Regions from separate parts of the Mus musculus genome. Here regions 1, 3, 4, 5 and 6 are each linked to region 2. A link is a contact called in public HiChIP or PLAC-seq and promoter capture Hi-C data. All regions are on one chromosome and are shown on one strand. Each heading gives the region's core, a stretch centred on a gene start, on an enhancer-like site or on the middle of the called end of the contact. The rest is flanking DNA. Distances are from core to core; before and after follow the strand shown. Region 1 holds the start of Nfrkb (nuclear factor related to kappa B binding protein). Region 2 holds the start of Adamts8 (a disintegrin-like and metallopeptidase (reprolysin type) with thrombospondin type 1 motif, 8). Region 3 has its middle 170 kb from the start of Snx19. Region 4 holds the start of Prdm10 (PR domain containing 10). Region 5 has its middle 150 kb from the start of Snx19. Region 6 has its middle 94 kb from the start of Snx19.

Region 1 (3,780 bases), core at 293-2,792, 440 kb after region 2:
GTTTCTAATTCCAACAGGATCCAAGGACATCTTTTTTGTTTGTTTTTTGTTTTCTTCGAGACAGGGTTTATCTGTATAGCCCAGGCTGTCCTGGAACTCACTTTGTAGACCAGACTGGCCTTGAACTCAGAAATCCACCTGCCTCTGCCTCTCTGCCTCTCTGCCTCTCTGCCTCTCTGCCTCTCTGCCTCTCTGCCTCTCTGCCTCTCTGCCTCTCTGCCTCTCTGCCTCTCTGCCTCTCTGCCTCTCTGCCTCTGCCTACCTTCCGAGTGCTGGGATTAAAGGCTTGCGCCACCATGCCCCGCTGATCCAAGGACGCTTATAGAGTCAGTGGGTGTGTGTGCGCGTGCGCATGGGTGCAAAGATTTGGCTTTATTTGGAAAGCACTATTTTCCACTGAGAGAAGGACATGCCTGGCATGCCCTGCTCCCCTGACATGTTTATTAAACCGAAGGAACAGTGGCTAACCCACGCAGGACCAGAGGGTGAACTGTAGAATACTTGAGAAGACATTCTAAATAAGACGGTCTTAGAGAAAGAAGGCGTAATGATGAATCATAAGAGTAAGTTGTCGATGTTTTCACTTTCTGCAAGTTGTGCGGACTTGGAGACATGGGTTAGAGTCTGTGTTATATTTCCCAACCTTCAAGACTGCAAGAGGTCCTCCACTGTCTGGTGGCCTCAGCAAAGCCTTCCCGACAGAGTGGTGGTGTCTAACAGTTTTCTTCTGCAGGGAAGCTCTTTAAACAACTCAAGAAAAGCTCTTTAAGCAACTCAAAATAGCTTCAGGAAGTCCCCGAAACGGATCAGATTCTTTAGGCTCCTCTCTGCCAGAATAAACGATAAAAGCTGAGAGACCTTCTCAGATGGAAGGACGCTAAACTGAGGATTCTGAGTTGGGGAAAAAGCTACAAAGTCGACTCTGAGGCCAGACCAGCTACCTGGAGGCAGCAGAAACCAGCTGAGCTGCCTGGAAAGGTGTAGACCAACTGAGGCACCTGGAAAGGACTCATTGCAACCTGTTGAGCTGCTTGTAGGCTGTGCAGTGTTTCAGGTTCCCAGCTTTTGTGAGTTGTCACTCATGCTGGGGTGAGCCTTGGTTTTTCAGCTAAGTCATTTCTGCTCTTGTTAAGTAAACCCTCACCCATATGCCTGCAAGTAATCCCAATAGTAGTTCACCAAGTTGGACTTGGGTGGTCTCGGTATTTTGATTTGTCGTGTTGAGTATCCCCTGGAAAAATTTTGTCACACAAGAAGTGGTGGTTAGCACGGTGCCTGTCAGACTGTGCTCTTGCTTCGCAGCTGACAAAAGGCGACATCGCTCTATCCTCCAAAGCTCCTGAGCCAGGAGAACCCCGCACAGAATGGATCGTGCCTTCTCCGCACCGACGTAGCTTGTGGCACCAGACGCGTCGGGGCGGTTCAGGTGCTGCCACAGGCTCCGCCCCTGCCCGTCCTGCCCAATACGCTCCGCCCCGCCGTTAGGTTTCGCCCCACAGGTCCCGCCCCTTCCGCTGCCGGAGCCCGGAACGTGCGCGTACCCAGACGCCTTGCGGGAGCGAGCGCGTTTCGGAGCCCACGGCCCGACGAACCCCGGGTGAGACCCGCGGACTCTGCTGAGGTGAGGGCGGGCCCAGGCGTCGGGTTTGGTGGGTGCCGGGGGAAGGGGAGAAGCGGGGAGAAAGGGAGAAGCGGGGCGTTGCCGTGGGCACGCGGCGGGCCCCACGCGTGGCGTGCGGCTGCCGGGTGGGCGAGGGTTAGGGGGAGGACGTGTGGGGGAGGGGCGGGCCGCGGCGCGCTGCGCGCAGGTGGGGCTGGCGACGTGGGGCTGCGGTCCGAGGTCCTTGCTTGCTGGTTGCTCGCGAGGGTCTAGAGGGTGGGCTAGCCCAGGTGCAGAGAAGAGGCCTTCCTGGTCTAGCGAAGCAGCCCGGGACACCCCCAACACTTAGAAATCGGCAGCTTCCGGGGTTCCGGCTCGCTAGCAGCGCCCCTGTTTTTGTATTTTGAGTTCTTGTGCAGAATAAGTGGCAAGGCAGCGGTTGTCGCTAGATAATTATGTGTAGCTTAATCAACCGCCGGTATTGGAAGCAGCTTCTGAGTGAGTTGTGTACATTGTGCACCTGTCAGATGAGGTAACTGGCTTTGCACGCTGTCTATGCCACTTACGCTAAGAGGAGTTTATTCTAAGCATCAGGTTGCCTCTGTCTGTCGGTCTGCCTGCCGGCCTTCCTTCCTTTCTTTTTTTCTTTCTTTTTTTTAAGTTTTGTTACGTGCAGGTGTCTTGCTCCTTTCTCACTTTCACTCAGTTATTTAGGCGCTACATGCGTGCAGGATGTCCTCAATTCTCTGTGTGCTGACGATGAGCGCGCACAGTTACCTGGGGACCACACAGCTGTGTCCATGTAACACTCGCCGTATCTTTCCTTGATCTGAAATACTGTCAGAACGTGAAATCATTTTGCAGAAAAGAGCTTCCATTCTAGGTATATTACAGACTTACCCATTATCATTTGAGAACTTGGGAAGTGGGAAGGATCTTCACTGTTAATGTAAGCTCACTTAGCTGGAGATTCCCTTTAAGATCCTAAGAGAAAAGAAAGGTAGGAAGGGCCTGGTCCAACTCCTCCTTAACTACAGGTAAGGAGCCTGACACCTGGTGAGGTAAGATGTCACAGATAGTGACGGCCCCAGGGTAGAATCTGGTTGCTCTTCCCACTTTTGTGGGCTTGTTGGTCTGTTTGTCAGTAATAGTGATAAGAGTCCAGTACATGTAGAGCAGCTGGGTCATGACCCTTTTGGAGTGGGGGTTGAGTGACCTTTTCAGACTGATCATCTAAGACCATTGAAGAACACAGATATTTACATTACAAGTCGTAACAGCAAAATTGCAGCTATGAAGTAGCAACAGAAGCGGTTTCATGGTTGGGAGGTGGGTCACCACAACTCGAAGGCCGTAGCATTGGGAAGGCTGGGAACCACTGAGGTACAGCGGTGAGTTCCAGTTCACTGTGCCTTAGCACTGTTCAGAACCGTGGCCTCAGCTTCATACTGATTCCAGCTTTGGGAAATGCTTGCATTAACTTACATGGATCTGAAGGTCAGATTGGCCACTGACAGCTAATAACAGTCTGGTGATTGGAGCCCTAGGAATTTATGTGGATGAATAAAATCATATCAGGTGTTTACAGTTTAAACTGAGAGTATGTAAGAAGTATTGTATATGATATTAACATCTGCAGGCAAGCCAACCAAGAGTTGGGTAAGCGATTTCCAAGCTTTGATCTTCAGTTAGTACCTGTATAATAGGTATAATAAGCACAGCTGTAAGAATTACTTGAAAACTGGGATACAGAATGGGACCCTACCCCCTGCTTTAAAAAACAAGACTTGAGAGATAATTTATATAAGTTAGTATCTGAGTTTACTAATGTTAATGGCTTTTTAAAAACAATCTTAAATTAAAAATACCATCAGCGTGTGTGTGTGCGTGCGCGCGTGCGTGCGTGCGTGCGTGCGTGCGTGCGGATATCCATAGCACTCCTCTGGAGGTTCTTTCCTTCTGCTGTGGGTCTCGGGATCAAGCTCAGGTCATTGTGTGGCACACACTCTTACCCACTAAGGTGTCTTGCCAATCCTGCCTGTGGATTTATAATGGTTCAAATAGATTATTGACCTTGGAACTTGTAGTTGTGGACCATGGTCTGTCATTTACTTTTTATTTTTTGAGACAAAGGCCTCATCCCATACCCCAGGCTGACCTGAAACTTGTGATCCTCCCGC
Region 2 (3,584 bases), core at 2-2,501:
TTGCAGTCCTATAAAAGTGGAGAGAGCTTGCGGTGCTGGGGCCTTTCCTTAGGTTCTGTAGTGACACAAGTTAATTTAAGAGACTCCTCTTTGTAGGTAACAAGTCCCAAGGAGTCTTTTGCATAGGCCAATCCTTCACAGCTACAGAAATGGATTGGATCGGCCAAACGAAGTAAGAATGACTCAACTGTAGGCACCCTCACATAAGCAAAGAGCTGCGTAGTTGGGGGTAGGTGAGCTGCCAAATGCTGTATCCTCCATGATTGTCTCAGAAAAGACACAGGGCGAGGGGCTAGGACTTGTTCTGGTACTGAGAGAACGTTGATTCTGAATCCAATCTAGACCTGCACCGGTAATACTAGAGTGGATACAAAGATTGTGGTTTGTGGTCTTAAGACGGTCATCACTCTTGCTGGATCCCACTCTCTTCTGTAGGAAGGTGGCAGAGTGAATTATCTCCCCACATATTTAGATGTATTTGGAGCTGTGGGCAATACAGTATAAGGGACCTGGCCACCTTTCCCCGTGTCAGCAAGGCAACTGGCAGAGCTGTGCATCAGAAGACAGACTGGTGAAGTACTTCCTCCCATAGGAAACGAGAAATGTAGTGGTATTGAATCCATTTTACTTTCCTGGTAGTAGCCTCTCACTACCCCCACTATGCTCAGAAGCAAGCAACAAAACAACCTTGACCAGGTGGCATTTTTAAAGTTCTGAAGTGCTCCTAATGGACAGCGTGATTCCAGTATGACTTTCCTACCTCTCACTTTGTATTTGACCATTAAAGGCTTTGGAACCTTCCCACAAACCTCTTTTAACACTGCCAGGTTTGTACAAAAATCTGCATACTGTCTCTGAGGCCAGAGCAGGGTGTGTCTGTCCCCAGCACCTGGCTCTTGCACAAGAAGAAGCCAGTGTCTCTCCCATCTAGGACTCGCCTTCAGGGGGACTGTCCAGCATTACAGGAATTGGCATGGGTCTTCACGTAGTCACGTAAAAAGGAAAAAAAAAAAAAAAGCTGTAGTTGACACTTAACTACTTAACTATCGGGAGGGGCTCACTGACTCCTGATTGGTTTTACATTTCATCCCTTTTTTTTCCCCTCCTCTCCTTTTCTGTTTCTGTCTCTGACCCCAGGGGAGGGGAAACGGGAATAGTGAGCGATCAAAAATAAACCTCTTATGTCAAAGCCGGGAAGGAAGTATAAATACGAAGGGCTCGGCAGCCCACTCGGTGTTTCCCGAGGAAGGAGGCGACTGCACGGGACGCCGCGGAGGACGCGCGCTCGCGGCCCGGGGCGCCAGCTGCTCGAGTTCTGCTAGGTTGGCTGGCGCAGGAGGAGCGGGCTGCGCGATCCAGAGGGGCCGCCAGGGGACCGCCGCGCCTGCTGCCGCTAGCCGAGTCGGCCTCCCCATCCGATTGATCATTTTTCCTGGACAGAGCGGCCCGGCCGCCTCGGGCCACCAGCACCTGCCCGCGCGCGGCGATCTTCTTCCCTCTCCCGCGCTCCGCAGCACTCTGCCCCCATGCTCCGCGACCCCACCACCACCGGGTGGCCGCCCCTCCTGCTGCTGCTATTGCAGCTGCCGCCGCCGCCACTCGTCTGCGGCGCCCCGGCGGGGCCGGGAACCGGGGCGCAGGCCTCGGAGCTAGTGGTGCCCACGCGGTTGCCCGGCAGCGCGAGCGAGCTCGCCTTCCACCTGTCCGCCTTCGGCCAGGGCTTCGTGCTGCGCCTGGCGCCTGACGCCAGCTTCCTGGCGCCGGAATTCAAGATCGAGCGCCTCGGGGGCTCGAGCGCGGCGGCCGGGGGCGAGCCGGGACTGCGTGGCTGCTTCTTCTCTGGCACAGTGAATGGAGAACGGGAGTCGCTGGCGGCGATGAGCCTGTGTCGCGGGCTGAGCGGCTCGTTCTTGCTGGCAGGCGAGGAGTTCACCATCCAGCCACAGGGCGCTGGGGACTCCCTGGACCAGCCTCATCGCCTGCAGCGCTGGGGGCCGGGACAGCGCCGCGAAGACCCCGGGCTCGCTGCCGCCGAAGTTTTCCCCCTCCCTCAAGGACTGGAGTGGGAGGTGGAGATGGGTAATGGGCAGGGACAGGAGAGAAGTGACAACGAAGAGGACAGGAAGCAGGACAAGGAGGGGTTGCTCAAAGAGACAGAAGACTCCCGCAAAGTGCCACCACCCTTCGGATCCAAAACTAGAAGCAAGAGGTTTGTGTCCGAGGCTCGCTTCGTGGAAACACTTCTGGTGGCTGATGCGTCCATGGCTGCCTTCTATGGGACCGACCTGCAGGTAGGACCTTCCGCAGACCCTGACTAACAGTCTATTGCCTCTCGATGGTTTTCAATTCTTCCCTTCCCACGGGGGGGGGGGGATCCCTCGCGCTCCCAAGCCCAACCCCAAAGGGGACTTTCTTCTTTCTGAGAAACAGCAGTAACTCCATTAGCTTCTGCCTTCCCGGCTTCCTACTTCCCAATCCCTAAATCCCTTCCAATTTACAGTAGAGGCGCTGGCTCTGTCTCTTCCCAGCATCCTGAGTCTTCCACAGTTCCCAGGCACCTGCTTCTCCCAAAGGGAGATTAAAAACTGCTAAAGAGCCCTGTCCTTCCTGGTCCTGCTTCCCGCAATTCTCTACTATCTGAGACTCTCTGAGACTTCCTAGGAGAGGAAGCTGGGCTGGGACAAGGTAGCTGGGACTGTCTTTGGGTACAGAACTGAGGTTCCTGTAAGTAAAAGTCGTTAGAGGGAACCGGACCTGGAAAGAGACTGTCCAACTTCTGTATGCCCAGCTGGTTCTGATCAAGGGGCATGGGCTACCTTGCCAACCTGGCGCTCAACCCCGGCAGAACTTGGCAGTGCCAACATCCAGCTCAAGAAGGAAGGAGAACAGAATTTCTGCCTGGGGGCTCAGCCCAGAAAACTGAAGTTTCAGTGAGAAAGGGGAGGGAGCAGGGCTGAAGGGTGAACTTTGTCATTTACTGTATTCAAAGGAACCAGGGCTGAGGTTGGTCCACCCGGTGGCCACCCTCAGCCCAGAATCAGCTTCCAACTGACCTAGGCAGAAAAATTGAGTTCAAGACATTATTGCTAGTAGCTGAGCATTCTTTACTACATGCAGTTGGTGCTGACTCAGCAAGAAGTGCTCCCAATCCCTCCCTCAAGATAGGGCAAAGATCTTACCAGAAGCAGAAAGGATAAGGGTCCCATTTTCTAGAATAGACAGAACCATAAACATTAGCTCAGCTAGAGGAAACTGACCTGTCCAGAGATCATAGTTTCTCAGGCAGAGGATCCCAGCACTGCAGCAGCCCAGTCAACCCTTTGGGCAGTGAGAATGTCCTTGATCAGGTCCCTATCCTAGCTAGATTCAGCCTGTGCCTGAATCTGTCTTGGGTGTGAAGGGCACGGGCGTTCCCTTTGTAGAGTGGCCAGGCAAAAAGACAGCTCACCTTCTGCTTGTCATCTGGTCTTTCCCACCTCCTGTGATGAAGAGGTGTTTGAGGAGAAAGTTCCGGTGAAAGCCATGTGGGGAGGACAGGAAGGACGGTGGGTGAGCGGTCCACATGATCGCTGTTCTATCTACTG
Region 3 (3,933 bases), core at 258-2,757, 340 kb before region 2:
CCCTGTTAACTAGATATGGTGGCACATTCTTCTAATCCCAGGATTCTACATCCAAGGTGGGGACAGGAAAACCAGAAGTTCAAGGTCATCTTTGACTATGTAAGAGCCTGTCTCAAAGGAAAAAATAAAAAGAAATTTGAAAATAGGCATAAGACAACACTTTAAAACAATAACAGCTATAGAACCTGGTCAACAATAATACATTGACTGAGCACCTTCAAGCTCAAGTCCTTATTGGAGGCCAAACGGGCCTTATCAACTATTGTGCTGGCCACCTCATGGCTTAGTCCAGCATCTTGAGACCATAGTTATCTTCTCTTCTCCCAGAACCTGATAACAGGTAAGAGCTCTTCCAGCCCAATGTTCAAAGTGCATTACGCATCGCTTCTGACTTCTGGCAATGGATCTTGCCATGTGCCACTTGTTCCTTGTGTCCCACTTGCCTTTGACACACACACACACACACCTGTTTTTATATTCGTGCTCTTTAATTCTTGTGACTCTTGATCTGAAAGACTCACAACGTGAGGACTCCCCCACGGTCTGACTCAGGAGAGGCGACACCCCAAAATCACCCACAAGAAACGGTCTTGTTGCAAACTGCAAGAGGATTTTTATTCAAGAGTGCTCTCGGGCCCATGGTCATACACCACGCAGGGGTAGAGGACTGTGGCACCCCGAGTAGCTGGGTAAGGGGTTATTTAAAGGAAGAAACCACAGCTCAAGGAAGTGGGGAGGGCTTTGTTGGAAGATACCAAAGGTACCAGGTAAGAGTCACAAGGAAGTGTAAAGTTACAAGAGTCACAAGGAATACCTGGTAATTGTTAACTCTCAAGACAGCTTCTAAGAGCCCCTAACAATAGCACATTTGCATTGCAGGTTCTGGTAATGGTCAGGGTGACTTTCTTTGAATGAGCACTCTTTGAACCCAGGAAGCTGGTGGGTAGAGGAATGTCGCTATCTGTTTTATGATTAGCATACCTTTACAAAGGCCACATTCCCAAGCCTGGGCCTAAAGGCCTAGAATTCTGTTTTTACTTTGTTATACTTTCAGATCCACCCGTCTACCAATAACCATCTCCTTTGTCCTCTCTCTTTAAGGGATCCTCTTCTCTCTCCCTTGAAAATCCAATGGCTTTTCAGGTGTGCCCAGGAAAACAAAACAACCAACAAGTTGGTAGACATAGGTGGGGCACTGCACTAACCAACAGACCTCCACATCTGTGTCCGCTCTGAAGATGGGTTTGACCTACAAAAAACATTCTCATGTGCTTCCCCGTAGCCTGCACTTTTACCTCAGACAGTCATTCAACTCCCGCTGCCTTTTGGCTAATCTGTAGAATAACCCGAGGAACCTTTGTGGGTCAATGATGTCAAAGAAAAGATGGTCAGGGAAGGCAGAAAAAGATACTCAGAGGTGAGAAAAGAGGAGAAACTGAATCCTGTTAGTCAGATAAGCCATAGAAATGCAAAGTAGCATGGCCTAGGGTGTATCTAAGAATAGCAAGTGGGACAGAGGGTTGAAAAGAGCCCTGGGGATCAAGGAAGAAACCCCAGAGATAGCCCTTGGCTACCTCCTGCTAGGCGTCTATTTCAGGAACAGAACCCTTTAGAAAGTGCCTGTTTTCAAAAGAAATCAGGGGCCTGGTGGCAGGAGAGAAGAGCTATTTGGAATCCTTTGTTGCTGGTCATCCTGCACAGGTGAAAGCAGAGAAAGGAGACCTACATCAGTGGGAGTGTATATCTGCTGCAGTTTCTCTTGGGCATTTGTCTCCAGAAATGTAAAACCCAAATGAAGAGCCAAGTGGAAAAACCCCCAGTATCTCTATTTGTTATATCCAAGTGCTTCATTCAGTGTTTAAAGTCTTTGCTGGGCCATGGAAAGACTTTAATGCCTTAAAAAATGTTTGCAATCTGTGAAGGGGACAGAGTCTCAAAACAGCTTGAGAAGGCAGAGATGGGTTGTCATTTATTCAAGGCAGCAACTGGTTGTTCTGTATCCTCAGCCTCCATCCCTTTTCTGAGGTACCTTTGACGACCTGCAGTTCGACTGATACTAGGGTTCATGGGTAAGAAGGAAACAAACAAAATCACTCTATTACTGCTTCTAGACACCTCCATTTAATCTGCAAAATAAGACAGCTAGGAAGAAGCCCGTTCAACATCCTTCCAAACCATTCAACATCTTTTACTTTCAAGGCAGAGAAAGAGTGGCCTGAGGACATGGCCTGAAATGGGTTCCGTTGTCATCATCGCTAGCTTCCATCAGCCTGGGATCATGCTGAGGGTGTCTGGCCTCTACATGATCACTTCCAGGAAATCCTTTCTAGGTTTTTGACTTCTCTGACATTTGCTGAAACTAGTACTAAAAATCTCAAGCTAGCAGAGCCAGAGGAGAGGATGGGGTTGCACAGGTACAGTGTGTCAAATTTGCTTCAGAACACACAGGGCTTAACTTGCTAGAAACCCCCATTTTCTCCTACCTTTGCTGATGCTATTACTGGTAATGTTTCCATGGTTGGGTTTGGATTATTCAGTGCAAAGCCAGTCAGTTCCCTCTAACTATAAGGCTGCTGATATATGTATGGGGGGGGGGGGGGAGTGTGTGTGTGTGTGTGTGTGTGTGTGTGTGTGTGTGTGTATTCACACACTAGTGCCTGTAGATGCCATAAAAAGAGTGTTTGATTCCTTGCAACTAGAATTAGAGGCAGTTGTGAGCAGCCCCACACTCAAGTTAGGATTTCTGAAAAAAGCAGCAAGAACTGCTGAGCTGCCTGCCACAGCTAATCTTAGAGGTCTGTCCCCGCCTTCGAAGAGTTGGTGCATGGGAGATGTGCTCCCAGTGCCTGGGACGATCCATTCTCAGGCAAGAAGAAGTCTTGCTATTTTTTACCCAATGTTCCAGTCGTTTTTAATGAATAAACATTTGTCCACTTGTTTGACTCTGGTTGCTTTTTGGAGCCCTGAAATGATTGTTTTTAATAGCTTTCCTGGTTTCTTTGCTTGTCTTTTCGAGGGAAGAAGGTTTGCTCTCCTCTGTTCCCTGTTATAGCATAGAGTATTTCGTGCAAAGAAGCCTTTTAAGTCAATGGCTTAGCAAGCACCAGCACGGACTGTCTACTTGCACTGTTTACTACTCGCGACAAGGGTTTCTATACACTTCCTGATGAAAAGACTGCTCCTTCTGTTTTGCCTTTTCATTCCATCCTTACCCCAATGTGGGCCTGAGTATCAGAGGCTTTCCACGGGAGATCTCTGGCTAGGCCTGGTGCAAGGGTTCCAGCGAAGGGAAGCAAGTGTGGGCAGGGAGGGGAAGTTGCTTCCCTGCTTCCAATGTGGCGGTTGGCTCCACCTCCATCTCTGCCTTGTCTTCCAGGTTACTCTGTAACTCTGTGCTGCCCTGCACAGCCTGAGTTGGGTCAGGCTGGGCGGACAAGAGTCTGACTAGCCAGTGAGCAGTGCCTCAGGCGGCGGTTTGGGAGAGCAGATCTCTTCCCTAGTGTTACAGCTCTTAGGACAAAAGGCTCCGATGAAGGAGTAGTTCTCACACCCCTAATCCTGATAGGATTCTTATATATAGTTTTGAGATGGGTAAGGGTCTGACAACAGGTACTTCTCATCGGTTTGGTCTGAGGGTTTTGGGGAAACCTTATTTGCATGTGGGAGGGGTTGGTGCTGCTCCTATGTGACTGATCACCACATACCTGTGTTGGGGGGTGGGGTGGGGGGGAGCGGTCCTGTGGGAGACTGTAGCTATGTGACAGGAGCCAGGGACCCAGAAGGCTTGGCCGAACACCTGCCATCCCATGTAGGTGGAAGTCACCACCCATCGGGTCACCCGGTTTCCAGATCTTTGCTCCCCTGAGGATCAGGCTGTTTGTGCACAGCCCAATGCCCCACACTCCAGTATTCAGAAAGACCTCCTAAGAGGCT
Region 4 (4,058 bases), core at 702-3,201, 370 kb after region 2:
GTGGATCCTGTCTACTTTCCACATGCTGAGAAGGCAGGCTTCCACTGCCTGGGCCTGGCTTTTGTGTGGATTTGGGGGGTTTTGGCTGCTGTGCAGTTCACACATGACAGTTCCTGCCGTCAAGTTAGGTACAGGGCATTATGGTATCCTTCATTGGGCTTTATTTTGATGTAGAGATTGGAGTGTGTGTGGTATAGGACATGCCTCTCATCACATCTTTACTAATAACAGAGAAGACTCTGGTGGATGCTGGCCAGCACTCGTTCCTGTCTGACTGCTGCCTTCCCCTGTCTACTTTGGTGGGAGTGGCTAGAAGTGGATCAAGCATGATTAATGTCCAGTGATATTGTGGGATGCCGTGTTTTCTGTTCCTCATCAAAGGGAAGAGCATCACCTTAAGAAGAGCTGTGGTCCTGGGCTGGAGAGATGGGTTAGTGGTTAAGCTCACTCGCTGCTCTAGCAGATGACACCGTGTTCAGTTCCCAGCACCTATATGGCAGCTCACAACTATCTGTAACTCCAATTTAGGGACTATAATGGCCACTTCTGGCCTCCTCAGCCACTAGGCACACATGTAGTATACATATAGGTAAATAATCATACGTACAAATAAGTAAATCTTTTAAAAAACAAGTTGTTTTTATATTTTTATTTATTTTCATTTTATGTGCATTGATGTTTTAACTACATGTATGTCATTCTGAGGTGCTGAGGATCCTCTCAACTTGGAGTTACAGTTTTGAGATGCCATATGGGTGCTGGGAATTGAACCTAGGACCTCTGAAAGAGCAGCAATACTCCTAACCACTAAGCCATCTCTCCAGCCCCTAAAAATAAGTTTTTAAAGCCAGTGGTGGCACATGCCTTTAATCCCAGCACTTGGGAGGCAGAGAACAGGTATATTTCTGAGGTCAGTCTGATTGAGTGAGTTTCAGGATAGCAAGGGCTACACAGAGAAACTCTGTCTTGAACCCTTTCCCACCTAAAAGATAAAAATAATCTTTTAAAGAGTCTTATCTTGGGACTGCAGAGATGGCTTAGTGGTTAAGAACGCTGACTGCTCTTCTAGAAGTCCTGTGTTCAATTCCTAGCACCCACATAGTGGCTCACAACCATCTGTGATGGGATCTGATGCCCTCTTCTGGTGTCTCCTGAAGAGAGCTATAGTGTACTCACATAAAATAAATAACTAATTAAAAAGAGTCCTATCTTAGACCGCACGGACTTGGTGTGTTGGTGTTGGATCAATGTCACTGCTCACTGTTCACTCTGTACTGACCCAAAAGAATGGAAGACTGTGAGCTGAGAAATTCAGTTTCTTTCATGAGCAGTTTATCCCTTGCTTTGCCATTTTTATTATTCTGTTCTTCATTTTGGGTAGAAATGTTAGTGTTCCCGAGGTCATGTCTACTAGGAGAAATCCTGGACTAACTAGCCTGGTGGTGGCAGTGGCACACACCTTTAATCCCAGCACTCAGGAAGCAAAGGCAGGTGGATCTATCTGAGTTTGAGACTAGCCTAGTTGGTCTACTGACTCAGTAGACACAGAAAAGTGATGTCTCTAAAAAACAAAACAACAACAAAAAAAAACCATTTGAGGTCAATTTGGACTATACATCAATCAGATTAGAACATTAGTCTCATATTTACATATAGCTAATACATAGGAAAATAATTTTTCTCAAAAGAACTAAGATTGCCTTTAATGTTTATAATGAGGCTTGCATTCTATATATAGTTCCCATATATATATACATATGTATAGACATACATCTAATAATTGTCCAAAATATAGCAGGTACAAATTTTATTATATTATTGCCACATATAATGCATTATTCTTACCCTTTGCTGAGGTATGTTAACCTTTTCTTTCCCCTTTGTGGTTGAAACTAATGTATTAAAACATAGCTATCCACTTCAAGCGTGGTTCCTTTCCTGTCTTTCTCAGGGTGCTGCGAGACCTTCCTGCCCTGGATGAGCACACGTGTACAGGGCGTAGGGCACAGAGGAGTGCTCTCTGTCCTGCGCTGCTGCTGTAGGTGGGCCAGACCTGGAGCTGTCCAACAAGGAGGGAATGGATCCCAAAGATGAAAGCGCTCATGTGTGGCCAACGTCTGCAGACCATGAACAGAGCACTGCACAGGTGAAGGACGGGACAGCCTCTTCCAGCTCACTGTTGGCAGCAGTCTTTCAGTTGGGTAGATTGTTGGATAGACACAGCTAAGGAAATAGCAGTGTCGTTGTCTCTATAGTGAGTGTGGCTGGGAGGGAGTGGACGTTGAGAACTTGCTTGGAGAAGCAGGAATGCATTAGCACTTGGCTACTCCTCTACTCCATAGGCCTTACCTCTGCACTTGGCTGGTAGATGCTGCTTTAGTACCCCCCTTATCTATGCTATTCTTATCTGATCCTGAAAACCCCAAGCCTTTGCTGGCTTCTTTTGCTGGCTACTTTTACCTTAGTCAGTAAAGGGTTTCAGTTCTCCATGAGTAATGAAACCTAAGGTATGTTTATCAAGTAAGTGACCTATCTTCTCTTTTAAGACACGGTCTTATCTAGCCTGGAACTCTCTATATGGTGTAGACTGGCTTTGAACTCATAAGAGATCTGCCTGTTTCTGACTTCCAAGTGATAACAGGAGGAAGCTAGGCCCATAAACTCAGTTTTAAACAATATGATAAACAGGAGGTTTTGATCCAGTTTTTCACTAAATTGTAAAACCATAGCACCTTGTCAAAATCAGTTGTTAATCAAAAGTTAACCTTGAAAGATTTACATGTGCAAATATTATGTAATTAAGAAATAATCAACACTGCAGTAAGTAATCATGGTGATATAATATGACTTACAGGCTACAGTCTAAGGTTTAGAGAACGTGATTCCAGAGATGGTTTCAGCAGAATAACTGAGAACACTGGTTTCTCATGGAAACTGTTCTGATGACGACGTTCATTAATTTATATACTATGTTTATCCAAAACTAGGAGAAAAGGTGAGGAGTGGGGCAGTTGATCTCTGTGACTTCAAGGACAGCCTGGCCTACTTAGTGAGTTCCAAGCAGTTGGGCCACATAGTGAGACTTTGTGAGAGAGAGAGAGAGAGAGAGAGAGAGAGAGAGAGAGAGAGAGAGAGAGGTGGGGGTGGGGAGAAATGTTTTTGTGAGGTTCTGTATTTTGATCAGGGGCCCTGCCTGTGGGGAATCTGTGGTCAGGATCCCCCTTGTGTTCTTTTTTTTTTTTTTTTTTTTTAAAGATTTATTTATTTGTTTAATGTGTATGAGTGCACTGTAACTGTCTTCAAACACACCAGAAGAGGGCATCAGATCCCATTACAGATGATTGTGAGCCACCATGTGGTTGCTGGGAATTGAACTCAGGACCTCTGGAAGAACAGTCAGTGCTCTTAACCACTGAGCCATCTCTCCAGCCCCCCACCCCCCTTGCGTTCTTTATTTCCAGTCTTTTCTGCTCCATAGTTGTGCAAATTCTTATTACAGACTGAGTGAGAAAAAACAAGTGGAAAAGCTTAGCTTTCTCCTTTTTAGAGGAAAACATTTGTCCCCCATTTTAAAGCTTTGGTATGAATGAGAAAGTTGAAACCTCTTAAGTCACAAGATTACCTTACAGCCATGGCGAGCTGTGGCACTGTGCTGTGAGCCTAATTTCCCCATGTGGATGCTTTATCTTCAGGCGTAAATTGAAAGTATACAGAAGACAGACTAGTCACTTAGCAGGAAACCTGTTGTATTCCTGTGGTGCTCAATTACACTTGGCCTCTAGCATTCTTTCTGGGCATTAAGTTAGTTTATGTGTCATCTGTGAAATCTATTATTTCCTACTGGAGAAAACTGCTGTAGAAACATTAGGACCAGTAGCAAGTCAGGAAAAGAATAAGGATGCCAACCCAGGATGTCAGCACATCAATTATTTCTGCCCCAGATGTGTGCTGTGGCTATCCACCTGTAGACTTTACGTATCAAGGATGAGGCCTATGCCATGCTGGGGCCTCCACAGTCGGTCTTTCACTGCCAAGCACTCAGAGAGGACTTTAGACAA
Region 5 (4,079 bases), core at 153-2,652, 370 kb before region 2:
CCTAGGGCAATTATCAATGGGTTGAGGAAAGCTATTCAGAAAAGTTAGCAAAGGAGGGCAAACTTCTAAGAAGTTTGGGTTCTTGATTGAATTCAGATAAAATAAATAAATAAATGAAAGCTGCAACTGGCTGAAAGTCATTTCTAAGAGTTTGGTGGCTTTGCCATGAAAGTGACAACCTGGAATAGGAGTCTCCCCGGTCTAGATCTTGAGGCCACTGCTTCAAAGCTCTGGGGACTTGGGTGAATCACTTTTAACTCTGTTTCCCATAATTTTCTCAGCTGTGATTTGGAGGCAATTCTAACTCATGAAGTTGTTGGAAGTATTCACAAGAAAGCCTTGTAAGCTACAGACACTAAGATGTGACTGTATTCGAGAACATTTATAAGCTGTAAAGAACTGCTCAAGCGAACACAGCCATTTTCTGTGCTGGAAATCTAAGAAAAATATGAAGTACTTCAAGAACTATTTTCTCCTGGCAATGACAACTTAGCCTTCTGTTCAGGATGGCTTGGATCCCCTTCCTATGTTGAAAGATTCTCACAGTAAAAGGCACAGTCCACTTCCCACCTGTCCATGTCTGGGGTATGGTGCTCAGACCTCTGTCATTTAAAGAAAGAACAAATGCACTATGGACAGAGGGAGATGCATGTTGCCGGATGGCGGACAGCCCAGCATGTTTGGTTTCGGGGTGTAGCAGTAGTTTCAGATCCACTAGGGGAACCCACCGTTTGCTCTGGTTGGTGTGGCTCTGTGAGTACCAGGTAGTAGTGATAGCTTTGCTCTCTAGACACTTTGGGGAATCATTTCTGACTACCTTATCTCTTAGCCTGGCGTTGTAGACAACTCAGAGATTCTGGAGCTATGTCAATTATGGAAAATTGACAACATACAGAGTATCAAAGGGAACGGCATAATGAAGCCCTGGGTACCCATCATCACCCAGGTCAACAGTTTCAACACAAGGCCTGTAATTTCATCTGCTTTTGTACTTCCTCTCACATCTCACTTTGGTTTTGTTTGTTTCAGATAAAATCTTTTAAAGGAAATCTGAGACATATTATTTTACTTAGAATCTCAATGTATATTTCTAATCAGTAAGGGCAGATTTTTCTCCGTCAACACGACCAGCATAAAACCATCATGCCTTGTTCCATCCAAGGTAATGTACAGTAATGCCAACAGCAGCAAGAAATTCTCCCCCTGCTTCCCTCCCTAAGCTATGCTTTCTCAGCAAAGCCTTTCTGTGGTGTTTGTTGTCACCTGTGACAAAAGTCAGCATCACAGGGGGCCCCAGGCAGGAAAGTGCCAATAATGCAAAGCCTCCCCCCTGTAAAGTGCTAAGAAACACATTCCCTTTCTTTTCCTCCTCTTTCTTTTCCTCACCTTGAATGGAAACCTGAGAACAGGGGATAAAGAGCTACATGGGAGTCTGCATTCCACCCTACTCCAGCTTCTGAGGGCTTTGTCCCTGGCCAGCGCCCAGGCCCAGGAGGTGCATTTCTTTCCTGAGGAGTATGCAGAAATAACATTCAGCAAATATGTCTACTCCCTAAGTCCAAATTTTCCCACCTGACACATCCTAACATGTGCTCTTGAAACAACACAGAAGGAAGCCTGTTTTGTCCAGTTGTTTATAATCCTTGGCTAGTCTAACTTTATCAGCAGTAAGCTTGCTGATCCCTTCCTTTGTTGAACTTTACAATTGGTCTCCATTGTTCTATACTCAGTGAAGAGGGAGGAGAGGGAACTATTGTTTATAAGCTGGCAACTCTAACACTATTTAAATGAATCCAACAGTCACCAGCATAAGCCAGAGATACTGCTAAGGGTCAATGTCACAAAGCATACAGCAACATTCTTACACCAAGGAGCCTCTGACGGGATGATAGTCGTTGTAAAACAAAGTTAACTCCACAGAATACTAAGAGTACAAAGTCCATCTCTGTTCTGGATTTAAACAAACAAGTTTTCCTCAGAAAGAGCAAGACAAAGAAGACAAGGCAAAGGCCAACAGAGTGGCTAAGGATGCATTTAGAGATACGGATGCGTACCTGTTAGGGTCAAGGATGCACAACAGAGAGGATGCTTACCTGGCTTGCACAAGGCTGAGGGTGCTCATCACAGACAGGATGCTTACTTAAGTATGCACAAAGCCAATGATGCACATCAGATATAGGATGTGTACCTGGCATATACAAGGTCAAGGATGCAAATCAGAGACAGGATGCTTACCTGGGATGCACATGACTCTGCATTTTATTCCCAGCATGTCAGCATCCATCAATCAAACACTAAACAAACATGCAAGAAGTGACAGTGCTGGGAATAGGAAGGAGCTTGGTGAGAGCCACATCTGGGAAATTGACAGAGAAGAAAACCCAGGGTCAGGGCTGAAGAGTAATACGTGCCTGTCAGATGAACTTGGATTCTACTTTAAAAGCCTGGAAGTAACATTAGGGTTTATAAACAGTGGTGAAGTTTTTAAAAGTTTAAGAAAAACCCAGAAATACAGGGAATAACATTAGACTTAAGACAATGGAATGTGATAACTCTGAGGAAACCACTGAGCAGCTAAGAGGACATGGGAAGAATTGAGCAAAAGGCCATCTTCTCCATGCCTTGTGTGCCAAAAGGAATTTTATATAAGTAACCAAATAACAGTAATATTTAAGGAAAAGAAGAGAAAATGCAAATGAAGCTAAGAAGGAGAAAATAATTGAAGAATGAGATAAGTATGTTGAATGAGTACATTCTGATGTACTTTACGCATAAATGACAAGAGAGGGATAATAGATTCCACTCTTAGCCCTCCAGCAGCCCTGAATATCATGGGAGCATCCTTTATATTCATTCCCATGCCCAAAGGATGGAAGTTAAACAGTGGTTGGGGAGAAGAAAAGGTTGGTATATCTAAAGCCAAATGAACATCTCCTAAGAATCCTCACAGGAGGACCCATAGAATGCAAACAATACCTTCCTCAGGATCCTTCTTATGTGCCTTCATGATGTTTATGTATAGTGTGTGTGGGGGGGGGTGTATTTCTATTCCTGTGAACACAGGAGTGCAGAAATCTCTTCAAGATCCTTATCTCATTTTGAAAGAAGGGAACTCTTCGATTTGAAAAAAAAAAAGTGAATGGTTCTAGATGAATGAAATGAGGCCCAGAGGGAAAAATACCTCATCTCCCTGCTAGACGGTAGAGCCACATACAGCCAAAGCCGTAAAGACAGGCTAGAGCTGCGATAGCGTGTGACTGGGGAAAAACAGAAATGGAACGCTGTTGTTCAGGGGCACAAAGTTTCCATGATGCCAAAATGAGGTTCTGACTGTTGAGCACACAGCATGGTGACAACAGTCAATATCACTGCTTGATAAACATGAAATTTGCTCACTACATAGCTCTCAAGAGTTGTCACCACAGCGGTGGGCATGGGGAAAGAGAAGAAAGGAAAAGCAAACAGAGCTGTGTAATAGTGGATATGCTAATTAGCTTGATTCTTGTATTCCTTTCTCAGCATATATGTGCTTCAGAACATCATGGTGTGTGCCTTGGCAAGTGTTGTGTGTCAATTATCACAAGTATGTTGGGGAAAAGTCAATATTCAAGCCAGAAGAGGTTCGGCTCTTGTCATGTTCTAGGTATATTAAGGACTTTAAAGAGGAAAATGCTCTCACTGAAATCCTGCTACCGAGACTAATCTTATTAAGAACCCAGAAAGCAGGTCAGTAAGATGAGTCAGCAGATAAATCACTTGAGTTCTATCCTCAGGACACACAGGACAGAAGGACGAACACACACACACACACACACACACACACACACACACACATACACACACACACACACACACACACAAATAGATAAATAATGTAATTTTAAAACTTTTAAAAGTAGTAGTCAAATTTTAAAATTTGAACCTTCTTTTCTTATTTTCTGGTTAAAATATTTTTTAGAATCCCCATTATCATCACTTGAGATGCAAACTGAAAGAAATTGTGTGTGTGGAAACATGAAAAGGGGGGAAAACCCAAAAAACAAAAAACAAAAACCTCTTCTGTTGTAAACATCCCAAGG
Region 6 (3,684 bases), core at 540-3,039, 420 kb before region 2:
CAGTTGTATTAGGGAGAAGGAGGGTGACAGGCAGCGGACAAGCTAAGAGTCTGTGATCATAAGAGGGTGAGGGCCAAGATCAGTGATTAGGGAAGGTTCTTAGAAGAGGTCATGTTCTGGCTGAGAAATAAAGCAGTATTCGGATTTAAGTGAACTGAAGAGATGGCATGGGACAGAAAAGACAGAGAAATGCAAAGGATTAGAACCGCGGAGGAACGACAACTAAATCAGGAATTCCCTGTTATAGCAGATTCAGACACATTATTACTACATCAGGTCTGTCAGGTGGAGAACATTATCAGTTCCATTTTCCAGAGGAAGGACTGGTGGAACACGGAGATTTAATAGCTTGCCCAAGACAGCTTTGCTTCCCCAAGATACTGCTCTCTGGGTTTCCAGCCCAGAAGAGATGTGCTCCCAGCCCACACTCCAAGAAGATATCTTTCTATACACAAACCACAAAGTCCTGCAGAAACATAGCACTTCTTGTAAACCAACCCAGACTCTAACCTGAAGTCCCAGGATGTTTTCCACCACTACCATCCAAGCACAGGCCTTTCTGAGGTGTGGCATCTTGTTTCTAAGGTGGAAAGAGACACTTATGAACAAAACTGCATTTAAGACACAAATGAGAGAGAGAGAGAGAGAGAGAGAGAGAGAGAGAGAGAAGAAGAACCCTGTGATGAGTTCAGTGTAAATGAGTCAGAAACATATGGATCCAATGAACTTGAAAAAGCTCACTGGAGTTCAGAGCAAAGGGCAGAAACCTTTGCAGGAAATCACAGTTGGAGATTTCTCTAAGCCCAGTTCCATTAGTTCTTGCCAGCCACAGAATAGGGCTGGTGAATGAGTCTCCATGGAAACCACTAAGGAAGAGTAAGGGTCACTCTGTCCCAATTCCTCAAGGTCCGCCTTAGTCATTTTCCAAGCAGCTAGTACAAATACCTTGCTCCATGCAAGCCCATTTCCTGGATATCCCAATCAGGGAATGGGCTGGAACACCCAATCCAGCTGGTCATTTCTTCTTAGAAACTCAACCTTCCCAACTCCCAAAAAAACGTACAAGTTGAACTGAAATCCCTACTTTTTCTTCAGAATCTCCTCCCCTTGGATTCAACCTCTCTAGATAAGGTTAAAGTCATGCTAGGCTTCTTATCAACTGATTGGAAGGTTAGGCTTGTGGTCATTGGCTTTGGAAGATGAAATACCAACCACGGTCCTTTTTGGAAGCACCAGGTGGGAAATGAATGTACACAAAACTATTGAAAATGTTCAGCCAAACATGAAACACTATCCAAAAAAGACCCAGATCCTGACGTATCAGTTCGGTTGAGTTACATCAGCCATGAAAACAAATGCAGGCCAGGAGGCCTGGAGCCCAGAGAGATGAAGCTTGGTTAATGGAAAGCAGGCAAGTGGCAGGTGTGTTTCCCTGGGCAAAGCCATGTTTAGTACATCCCTACTCTACCCATACCCCCAACCTCAGGGTGAATGACAGTCTGCTCAAGGCATCGGGCCAACTCAAGAGTCCAGCTTAGTATCGGCTAGGTTTCCATTTTTTATCCACTTGAGTGCATCTTCTAGATAAAAACCCAAGCCTCTGCTGTGTTCTGATTTTTCTTGCTCACAGTGGAGTTGCTATGGAAACAGGCCTTGCTCATCCACCACTGGACTAGTCACGTTTCGGGGGTGGGAAGGACTAAGAAAAAATGAGCAAGTGGAACAGTATTCTCCCCAAACGGTGCTTTAAATTGAAATCATCTGTTCTGCAGCCCGGCCTCCTCAGCCCAGCCACACCCGTGCAGCTGTGAAGGTGGGCGGGCCAGCCAGGCCAGCCGCCTGCTTAGAGAGGGTCAAACCTCTGTGGTGGTAAGGTGATATGCTGGGAAGAATTTTGCTCTGGACTGGTTTTTTTTTTTTTTTTCTTCTTCTTCTTCTCTGTTTCTTATTTACTAATTAGCATTTTAATGGTGTGCATTTACGGGCTGTACTATGAAAACCCGATACATGTACATAATGTGTAATGATCAAATCAGGGTAATTAATATTTCCATCTCCTTAAGCATTTTTTAAAAATGTAACTCACTCATAGTGACTGTACATTTCAGAGGGAACATTTAGAACACTTGTCAGAACCTTCTTCTCTACCTTTAATCTTCACACTCATATGGACTTCACCGGAAAGTCCACGTTGGCCTTTGTGTGTCTTCTCCAGCGGCCCAGAAACCAGGATGAACCCTGGAGACTGGCTCAGGGCTGGGTTTTCCAGGCATTTTCTGTGGCCCTGAATGTCTCTACTGCTGTCCCGATGGGTTTTCCCACTTGTGGTTACCTGCAATTCATGAGGTTAGGACAGAGCCCTTTTGTACTTAAGGCAAAGAACCCACATTAAGGGAATGCGTGTGCCAGAACAGAACAGACCAGACCAGGAGAGGAGACAGAAGCAGGCAAGTGTAAGAAGGTGGTCCTGATGAGGCCTGTGGAATGGGCAAGGGGAGAATGCAGGAAGCCAGCCAGCTTAAGGATAAACTACACACATGCTCCATGTGAGCCTCAGCTGCAGGGTCGTTATGCTAGACCTGGAAAAGAAGGGCTTGGGGGAGCCTAGAAAACCTAGCTAAGGGGTGCAGACAGTGGGCACAGTTGGAGGTCAGACAAGAGTTTGTTGTTGGGCCAGTCTATGCCAGGCCCAACTCTAGGTTTCAAGGACATGGTGTGAAGTCAGAAGTAGTATGGGGTAAATGACATAAGCACCGTCCAAAGGAGTTATCCTTAGTCATTCCTTCACCTGGCTCCTAAGCATGCTGCCTGGAGTCAGAGTCCCAGGCCCTCTGGTTCAGGCCATCTTTCATCATTCCTGCCTGCAGGGCTTCCATACTAGCTGAGATGTGATGGAGTATTGAACACCTAGGACTGCAACACAGTGTGGGCTGCCCAGGGCAGATGAGCTGGGTCCTAGTTTCCACAGCTGTCACCCCTACCCCAATAGCATTGCTACACAGATAAACAAGAGGATTTCCAGAAAGCTCACTGGTAGGCAGGGTTGCAGGGGTGTCTGGAATTGGATTGAATACAGCCAGTCCTCTCAGAGGGAGACTCTTTGGGGGCCCTGGTTGAGCCAGTGCCTTAGAGCTGCTATGCTGTTGCTCTGTCCGCCGGCAGAGCACATCTGGAAAGTCTATTGGACAGACACGAAAAGGTGACTAGGAGCAGGATGGAGAACAATGGGCTGAAGGTGCCGAAGTGAGGTCAGGATTTGCTGGTGGGCTTCTTGCCCAGCTTAATTGTTTTCATTCTCAAAATGATTCCTAACAGCTGGCCCAATGCTCGTCATGTGCGGATTCCACAAGCAGCTGGGAGAAGCCAAAGGGCTGGGCAGAAGATCTGGGAGTCCACCACCTGCCTTGTCAAGCTAGGCTCAATGAAGATGGGCTGAAGGAGGCAAATGGGCCCATCTGTCCTGCCTTGTGTGGGTGGATGCTTTGAATCCAAGATGAGTTCAGGCTTTCATGCCACAAACGCCCTCCCTGCCCCTGCCTTATGCACAGGGTGGCCACTTGGAGGCCTTTCCCTGGACACCTGAGTTGTGACCTAGCCTCTGAGTTCCTGTTGTCTATGGCTAGCTTTCTCAGGTGGCCAGGGCAGAGGGCCAGAGGTCAAAGATTAAATACAAATTTCAGAGAA

Evidence for each region. Promoter capture Hi-C pulls out the DNA fragments that hold promoters and counts their contacts. HiChIP or PLAC-seq counts read pairs in DNA pulled down with a chosen protein or histone mark.
Region 1: an H3K27ac HiChIP or PLAC-seq map of embryonic stem cells shows a contact between it and region 2, with 4 times the contacts expected there. The contact joins the promoter of Nfrkb here to the promoter of Adamts8 in region 2. A contact is called at or near these places in 7 of 39 promoter capture datasets (the 3T3-L1 cell line, 3T3-L1-derived adipocytes, embryonic stem cells and 2 more), 2 of 484 Hi-C or Micro-C datasets (both in embryonic stem cells), 2 of 115 datasets of contacts at active chromatin or transcription factors (both in embryonic stem cells) and 2 of 9 other capture datasets (adipose tissue and liver).
Region 3: an H3K27ac HiChIP or PLAC-seq map of embryonic stem cells shows a contact between it and region 2, with 7 times the contacts expected there. The contact joins the enhancer-like site here to the promoter of Adamts8 in region 2. A contact is called at or near these places in 4 of 39 promoter capture datasets (cranial neural crest, embryonic stem cells and liver), 4 of 484 Hi-C or Micro-C datasets (nephron progenitors, trophoblast stem cells and uterus), 11 of 115 datasets of contacts at active chromatin or transcription factors (craniofacial prominence, embryonic forebrain, embryonic limb bud and 5 more) and 3 of 9 other capture datasets (adipose tissue, embryonic stem cells and liver).
Region 4: a promoter capture Hi-C map of pre-B cells shows a contact between it and region 2, with 2.9 times the contacts expected there. The contact joins the promoter of Prdm10 here to the promoter of Adamts8 in region 2. A contact is called at or near these places in 2 of 39 promoter capture datasets (pre-B cells and stem cell-derived epiblast-like cells), 1 of 115 datasets of contacts at active chromatin or transcription factors (embryonic stem cells) and 1 of 9 other capture datasets (liver).
Region 5: an H3K27ac HiChIP or PLAC-seq map of embryonic stem cells shows a contact between it and region 2, with 5 times the contacts expected there. The contact joins the enhancer-like site here to the promoter of Adamts8 in region 2. A contact is called at or near these places in 8 of 39 promoter capture datasets (the C10 cell line, cranial neural crest, embryonic stem cells and 4 more), 2 of 15 datasets of contacts at CTCF or cohesin (the NIH/3T3 cell line and hippocampal excitatory neurons), 13 of 484 Hi-C or Micro-C datasets (astrocytes, cardiomyocytes, cerebellum and 7 more), 5 of 115 datasets of contacts at active chromatin or transcription factors (embryonic forebrain, embryonic stem cells and stem cell-derived neural progenitor cells) and 4 of 9 other capture datasets (adipose tissue, embryonic stem cells, liver and 1 more).
Region 6: an H3K4me3 HiChIP or PLAC-seq map of stem cell-derived neural progenitor cells shows a contact between it and region 2, with 29 read pairs. The contact joins the enhancer-like site here to the promoter of Adamts8 in region 2. A contact is called at or near these places in 11 of 39 promoter capture datasets (the C10 cell line, the HPC-7 cell line, HPC-7-derived erythroid cells and 9 more), 1 of 484 Hi-C or Micro-C datasets (embryonic fibroblasts), 19 of 115 datasets of contacts at active chromatin or transcription factors (SST interneurons, VIP interneurons, craniofacial prominence and 10 more) and 3 of 9 other capture datasets (adipose tissue, liver and pancreatic islet).

The regions. Positions count from the first base shown.
Region 1 is chr9:31,384,650-31,388,429 of GRCm38.p6, forward strand. Nfrkb (nuclear factor related to kappa B binding protein) reads left to right here and starts at 1,543. Exons shown (of 26, transcript NM_172766.3): 1 at 1,543-1,621. It overlaps 1700023A20Rik (RIKEN cDNA 1700023A20 gene), which reads right to left and starts at 1,399. Exons shown (of 1, transcript NR_165167.1): 1 at 354-1,399.
Region 2 is chr9:30,941,311-30,944,894 of GRCm38.p6, forward strand. Adamts8 (a disintegrin-like and metallopeptidase (reprolysin type) with thrombospondin type 1 motif, 8) reads left to right here and starts at 1,252. Exons shown (of 9, transcript NM_013906.3): 1 at 1,252-2,291. The coding sequence starts at 1,527.
Region 3 is chr9:30,596,559-30,600,491 of GRCm38.p6, forward strand. No RefSeq gene overlaps it. Among named protein-coding and RNA genes, the nearest start is that of Snx19, 170 kb to the left of the region's middle. Within about 2 kb of position 1,508, at least 19 of the 459 cell types and tissues checked have an H3K27ac peak or open chromatin away from gene starts, as enhancers often do. A contact at or near this core is called in embryonic stem cells, epiblast stem cells and trophoblast stem cells, where this site is marked.
Region 4 is chr9:31,311,476-31,315,533 of GRCm38.p6, forward strand. It overlaps Prdm10 (PR domain containing 10), which reads left to right and starts at 1,952. Exons shown (of 21, transcript NM_001368846.1): 1 at 1,952-2,146. The coding sequence starts at 2,078.
Region 5 is chr9:30,572,084-30,576,162 of GRCm38.p6, forward strand. No RefSeq gene overlaps it. Among named protein-coding and RNA genes, the nearest start is that of Snx19, 150 kb to the left of the region's middle. Within about 2 kb of position 1,403, at least 16 of the 459 cell types and tissues checked have an H3K27ac peak or open chromatin away from gene starts, as enhancers often do. A contact at or near this core is called in embryonic stem cells, where this site is marked.
Region 6 is chr9:30,519,497-30,523,180 of GRCm38.p6, forward strand. No RefSeq gene overlaps it. Among named protein-coding and RNA genes, the nearest start is that of Snx19, 94 kb to the left of the region's middle. Within about 2 kb of position 1,790, at least 73 of the 459 cell types and tissues checked have an H3K27ac peak or open chromatin away from gene starts, as enhancers often do. A contact at or near this core is called in SST interneurons, VIP interneurons, craniofacial prominence and 4 more, where this site is marked.